Regions from separate parts of the Salvelinus alpinus genome. Here region 2 is linked to region 1. A link is a contact called in public Hi-C data. All regions are on one chromosome and are shown on one strand. The core of a region is the stretch at or near the end of the contact, and the rest is flanking DNA. Distances in the headings are between cores, read along the strand shown.

Region 1 (3,521 bases), core at 764-3,263:
AATTCTATGTCTGAAATGTGCGGTATAAAAAAAGCTTTATTTGATGATTGTCACAGGTATAGAATGTATCCCTCTATTTGATGTTGTGACATGCATTGTTATATAATGTGTAAACACATTTTGAGAGAGAAAGAGACAGACGGAAAGGAGTACCTTGCTCTTGAGTGTCTGCAGTACATCTAGGTAAGCGGCCAGCATGGCCAGACTGAGGGATTCTATCAGGGTGCTGTGTAGCCACTGGGTCAATTTGGTGTCCCAGTTGACACTGGCAAGTGCATGGCGCACCTTTCGGGCACACTTGTCCACAGCAATCCTGCGCAATACTGGCTCATTGGAGGCCTATGAGTCAGGGGAAGGGGTGGTAAGACTAGAGGGACAGGAACTTTGATAGTCATTGAAACTGAATTAGCACCACATACAAAAGCATTTAGTTGGTGCATATGAACTCACGTTTTCATTGGCCAGCCGGGCCAGTCTTTCAGCTTGCAGAGCCTTCAGCACCTTATTAAACAACTTGTTTTGAATGACCGACCATCCAGCCCTGTAATACAAGCAGTGTATATCAGTAATGAAGTCTGACGATTATCACCATTTGAAATGGAGATTGAGACAAAGACGGTGTATACAAGAGCTGAGCAAACAAGGCATCTGCAACACATAAGTCCTTACGGAACATAGATATATTTTTAAACCTCAATAGGGTTATTCAAAGGGAGGTCGGGTGGAGGCCACTCACTTGTTGATGTGTTCCTCCCAGTCGTCAGGGGGTGGGGGACCCTCTGCAACTGTGCGAGCAAATAAAACATGTCGCTCACACTCCTTCATAACACTGCGTGCTTTCTGATTGTCATAGAGTGGAATAGGTGTAGGCGTGACAGATTCCACATCTATTGACAGGTCTGATTCCCTGCAAAAGAACACAAACATACTTCAGTAAATGCTGTCATCCAGTTTAAGCTGTAACTTTATTATTGTCGTGATAAAGCTACTGCTACAAAATGACATTTGTTCTGAGACAGACAGGTTTTCAATGTTAAAATTGTTTGGGCAATGAGTCATCGGTGAGGATAATGAGGGTTGAAACTCACGGAACGGCATCAGGTTGCCGACGGGGTGTGACGAACAGCATGCGCGTGGGCCGGGCACTGCTGGCGTCCGGGTGGGCATTCCATGGCTTAGCATAGCTGTGGTCCAGGAACACCAAGTCCAGTTCACGCTCATGGACAGACAACTGGAACAGCAAGGATGTACCCATCCTTCGCGCTGAAGTCTGGAAGTCCTTGTCCACACCACGGTGCATCCTCTACTGGGGCCCCAAGGGCCCTACAGCTCTGAGACAGAGTTCTGCTTTCAATCCAAGCCTGAACAAGGAAGAACTGTGATCAATACCACTATCATATTCAAACATCATCATGTGACATCACATGTAATTTGTACCCCTCCTCTTTAGCCCACAGCTGGTTAGTACAAGCACCATTCTTATCCATTTTGTAACGTCAGCTTAGTCAAGTGACGTTGACTAACTAGTTACACGTAACGTCATTTCTTTAGCGAGCTACAGTACATAGCTTCTTGAGACGTTCCCCTAATGTTGATCGTAAAATACACGGCGGTACGCAAGCTCTGCGTTGTTGACATGACTAGTTGGCTAACTACATGTCTTAGCTAGACGGCTAACGCTAGTTAGCAACAACACGATATATTCATTAAACTAACGTTAGAGCATGGCTAACAGGAGGTGTAACTGATAACTATACAGGGATTTACAACGTGTATTAATGTAGCAAATATTAACAAGGCGAACATTACGTTAGCTAGCCAACATGGTAACGTAGCATTAAACCTAGCACGCGCTAGTAGCATCGGCTACTCACCTTTTCATGCTACTGCCATTGATAGCATTACGTATTTGCAATCGAACAATAATTTACACCAAATTATGTCATATATAAATTTCAACAAACAAATTACGTCTAGATTTTGTCACAAATTTGTGAAGGACTGACGTTAGCTACTAGCTACGCCTCGTTGATGTATTACGGCCGAATTCCTTTTGTTTTGCGTGGGCGCGAGCCACCGCCACAGTCACTTCTGCACACATATACAAAACACGGACTGGATTACTATTTCTTAAGGACGGTGCATGTTATGGTGCCCAGTGTAGTGGCGTAACGCAGTTTCGCCCGTCCTTCGCAAGGTCCTTTTTTGGGGGAAACAGCTGACTTCCTACAATTCTATAAATTTGGTAATGTGCAGTTTCATAGCCAAGCTCATACTATTCTATACATATTGTAATGAGGCTGAGAGAAAATGTTGCTGTTTTAAAGCTGCAATATGTAACTTTTTGGACAACCACACTAAATGCACATAGAAATATGAGTTATAGATCTGCCATTCTCATTGACAGTAAGCCTAAGAAGCTGTAGATGTGTTCTATTTCTATGTTTCCCGTTCTTTCGTTTCATTTTTTGCGTCTTTTACTTTAGGTTTTGTACACCAGCTTGAAACAGCTGAAAACACAATATTTTTGGTTATGGAAAATATTGTTGTGCCACAGAAGCAGTATGTCGCGCCTACTTTGATCCCTACATGATTGACACCTGTATGTTCCAATTGTCATGATATTGTAAATTAGGTTAAGTGTTTTTCTGTTGGTTGCTCAGTTATGATGTATGGCCCTGATATGTACACCTATGTGTGATCTGAACTGGAGTTAAGTTATAACACCTTAGTTACTGTTTATCTACAATAAACATCCTGAAGAGAGAAGGTGATTTTTGGAGCTTCTTCCCACGCCATCCACATATTAAAAGTCTATGGCACTACAGCAGTACAGTTTATAGCCAGCTAATGTTGCAGTACAGTAACTTAGTTCAGTTAGCTAGCTAACAGTCATCTGAAGGGCCATCACCCTGCTGCCAGCTCCAAGGTCTCAGCCCTCAACACCGGGCAGAGCCACCACACCTCTGCTGGCACCATGGTCCCTGACACTGGGCAGGGCCATCACCCTGCTGCCTGCTCAGAGTTCTCCGTCCTCGAAACTGGGCAGAACAACCACCCTGCTGCCAACGCCAAGGGCCTCACCCACAACACTGGGCAAAACCACCACCCTGCTGCCAGCACCAGGGGCCTCACCCTTGACACCGGGCAGAACCACCACTCCTCTGCTGGTATCAAGGGCCTCGACACAGGCACCACCAGACCTGTGCTTCAGCCAGCCAAGGGTGAAGAGAAGAAGCAGTGTGCCCTCACTGAACCTCCTGTGTGCTTGGACATTCCTCATGACCCACCCAAACTGCAGCAATGGGCCAAACGGACACCCCACAAACCAAAGAACGAGCAGCTGGCATGGGGAAAACATTTAATCCAGACCCAGCACAAGTCCAGTCAGAGGGAAACACATGGACTTCCAGGCATGCAAACCAGCTTGTCACACCCTCATTCTTGGGTTAATACCCAACAAAATAGGGCTGAGGAAGAACGACAGAGACACTAAAGGTGGTTGAGGAGTGTGCCCTCGC
Region 2 (3,521 bases), core at 627-3,126, 340 kb before region 1:
CCAGGCACGGCGTCCGGTCCAGCTCCATGGACGGGGCCTTCTCCTGCGCCGGTGCTCAGTCCAGATACGGCGTCCAGTCCTGCTCCATGGCAGGAATCTTCCTCTGCACTGATGTCCAGTCCAGATCTGGTGTCCAGTCCCGCTCCATGGCAGGAGCCTTCCTTGATCCCGAGGTCCAGTCCAGGCACAGTGTTCAGCCCGGGTCCATGGCTGGATCCACGGGATGAGCGGGTTCTTCGGCCCGCACCAGAGCCGCAACCAAAGATGGTGGATCCGCGAGCTGAGGGGGTTCTTCATCCTGCACCAGAGCCGCCCCCGATGCTGGCGGGGTGAGAGGGTTCTTCGTCCCGCACCAGAGCCGCCACCGATGCTGGCGGATCCGCGAGCTGAGTGGGGGCTACGACCTGCACCAGAGCCGCCACCGACACTAATCACCCCCCCTACCCTCCCCATTTGTTTCAGGTTTTGTGGCCGGAGTCCGCACCTTTGGGGGGGGTACTGTCACGCCCTGACCATAGAGAGCCTTTGTTTTTCTATGGCATAGTAGGTCAGGGCGTGACTGGGGGGTTTTCTAGTTATTATTTTCTATGTGGGGTTCTAGTTTAGCTTTTCTATGTTGGTGTTTGGTATGATTCCCCATTAGAGGCAGCTGGCTATCGTTGTCTCTAATTGGGGATCATATTTAAGTATAATTTTTTCCACCTGTATTTTATGGGATATTGTTTTGAGTTTGTGCACGTAGCACCTCTGTAGTCACCGTTTGTTGTTTGTTTCGTTCTGTCTTTGCTGTTTTGTGCCTTTCCTAATAAATATTATGTGGAAACCATATCGCGCTGCAGTTTGGTCCGATAATTATTCCAGCGAACGTGACAATGCCATAACTATGAACATGGTATGTTCTGAATTAGGGGTGGATGGAGAAAAATCCACAGTTGAAAAATGTTTCATTTCATTCTTCAATAGCTCTTACACAAACGTGCCATGAATATGATATATTTTGAATCGGGGAGGATGGACAAAAATCCTTTCTTTTTTTTCCTTTCAATTTTCAATAGCTCTTACACAAAGCCTGCCATGACTAGTATTAATACCGCTTAAAATTGTAGGATATTGCAATAATAATAATATAACGTTTTTGTCCATCCTCCCCTGATTCTGAATATATATATAATTTTCATCTTCCCGGCACGATTTGTCTAAGATTGAAATCCGAAATCGTATTATTTAAATCAAAAATAAAATGTTTATTTAACCTTTGTTTAACTAGGCAAGTCAGTTAAGAACAAATTCTTATTTACAATGACGGTCTACCCCGGCCAAACCCTGACGATGCTGGGCCAATTGTGCGCCGCCCCATGGGACTGCAGTGACGCCTCTTGCACGAGATGCAGTGCCTTAGACCGATTTTTCTCTATCTGATTCAGAATATACCATCTTCATAGTCATGGCACGCTTGGTTCAATAGCTATTGACCAGAGAAAACCGAATATAAAACAAATTTTAACTCGGTACAATACTTTTGCTTTTTCGTTTCAAAATTATTATTATTTGTTTTGCTTTCAATATCATTCTTTTTGTTTGCAATACTAAGAATGTTCTTCTCAATTTCAAAATGTTTGCTTAATAATAAAGGCACAAAAGTAATTCCATACAGTGAGCTCTGTGTTTGGTCGATCCCTGAGTCCAGGTTGCAGCGAGTGATCATAAAATCGAATTCAAATTCCAGGACCAGAACCATATTGACTCAGTGCCACACCATGACAGTCATAGCAACTTGTAACTGGTAAATCCAGTTATCGCATTATGTTTGAAATAGTCTACAGTTTTATGAGGTAGTTATACTAGTTTGCTTGTTTTAGACATGATCTTTGAAGTTTGGGCATAACCTTAATCATTATATGTCACATAGGCCTACAGTAGCCTAGCTGAGTCTGTCTTTACAATAGAATGTGAACCAAAAGTTACAGCAGCTAAATCGGCTAGCCTACGTTTGGAATGGGATTTTCTGGAGATTTGGAGTGGACCACAGTTTTGTAATGAATGGGTTTTTTGTTTGTGCTCGTGCCTCTATAAAAAGCTACGTAGGTGACTGGAGGTAGTTATTTGACGTTGCGTGGCGGAGACTGGAGCTGCTGTTGACGGTACAGACAGACTCAAAGCCCACCAGTGTCCTCGGACACACAGTGATGATACGTTTATTATTTTTACCAAGTGGATTTTTCTGGTGTCTTGAGCGGCTGGTCGCCTATATTTAATCCACTACATTTAACATTGCTGCGAAGATGAAGTTCAAACCAGGCTACGGTCAGGTGCAAGCCGCATTCCATGGAGCCCTCTTCTCCGTCTCAAACATCGGTCAATCCGATGCACCACTTCCTTATGTTGCGGTAAGGATAGGCCAATGGGTTAGTGGCCTATAATTATAGACTGTAATTATCGAATACTTTGGCATGCACCTCAATAACACAAAATGGCACAATAAGGAATCACTGGGTGTTACATAACGTAATGCAGTGGATCCGAATGACCAGTGACTCGGCTTGGTGGAAAACGCTTTCGTAGCAACCTGGGTGAATGTTAGTAGCTAAATCCTTCTTAAATTGAACGTATGATGAGTTCTTGTAGCGGCTATATCCTATTGTAAAGATGGCTATGGCTATGTTATCCAATTAACGAAATCCTCTGAAATAATGTGGATTTTGGGCTATGATCTATCAAACTTAGGCTACTAGTTATGACAGTCTAGTTTTCATCTAAAGCTGCTTAACTAAATGGTCATAGGCTCATTAGAATCTAAACTAAATCCATAGTATAACTAAATAACTACGGCATTCTTCCTTGCAGACAAGATAGGCTAGTGCTATACTTGCATATTTTATGCCACAGCCTGACGGACAGTTGGTGGCCCCGGCATTAGACAACGAGAGGTCTGAACTGCAACTAAAGTGCCTTGGTCAGGTCTTGCTGATTGATGACGCGATTATCGGTATTCGCTAAACGCCGTCTGCTTCAGACCGTGGCCAACATGCCAAACGAGAGAGAATGTCATTGGACTAAGGAATCTATTCTGCCAAAACAGTAGCGTGATCCGGTAAACTGGTAATCCACCCCTGACTTTAGTGTTCGCCGACGTCCAAGATCCCCGCCTTCTCCCGTTCTGTAACTTAATATTGGAGCTATTTCATATGAATTGGCGTGCACGACGATCCAATAATAGCCCTATATTGGAACTCAACCCACAGAGACCAAAAATACCTACACAGCAGGATACACTCGAATTTCGTCGAAACTCAAATGTCATCAGTTTCGCGTGCTCATTGTGAAAAACAGTTACATTGTTGCAACTCATCGTTCCGGAGGTTGACTGGGTGTGCCTTTTTATAAATGAGTATCAAGAGGCAGATAGGAAGGACAACTGGTATGTTTTAATAATTGGCTTTCATTCACGTGTGAGATTCTAATTTCCCACGGTATAGTGGCTGGCTTGGTATGCTATGCTATTTTGTTGCCTCATGGTGCAG

What was found. Hi-C and Micro-C count contacts between places; a contact is called where the count stands out from the background.
Region 2: a Hi-C map of muscle shows a contact between it and region 1, with 18 times the contacts expected there. The contact joins the promoter of LOC139545433 here to the promoter of kansl3 in region 1. A contact is called at or near these places in 2 of 3 Hi-C or Micro-C datasets (muscle and red muscle).

Annotation. Positions count from the first base shown.
Region 1 is chr19:34,636,111-34,639,631 of SLU_Salpinus.1, reverse strand. kansl3 (KAT8 regulatory NSL complex subunit 3) reads right to left here and starts at 2,013. Exons shown (of 21, transcript XM_071353170.1): 1 at 1,875-2,013; 2 at 1,089-1,361; 3 at 737-907; 4 at 451-541; 5 at 154-339. The coding sequence starts at 1,300.
Region 2 is chr19:34,976,869-34,980,389 of SLU_Salpinus.1, reverse strand. LOC139545433 (rho-related BTB domain-containing protein 2-like) reads left to right here and starts at 1,876. Exons shown (of 11, transcript XM_071353186.1): 1 at 1,876-2,387. The coding sequence starts at 2,326.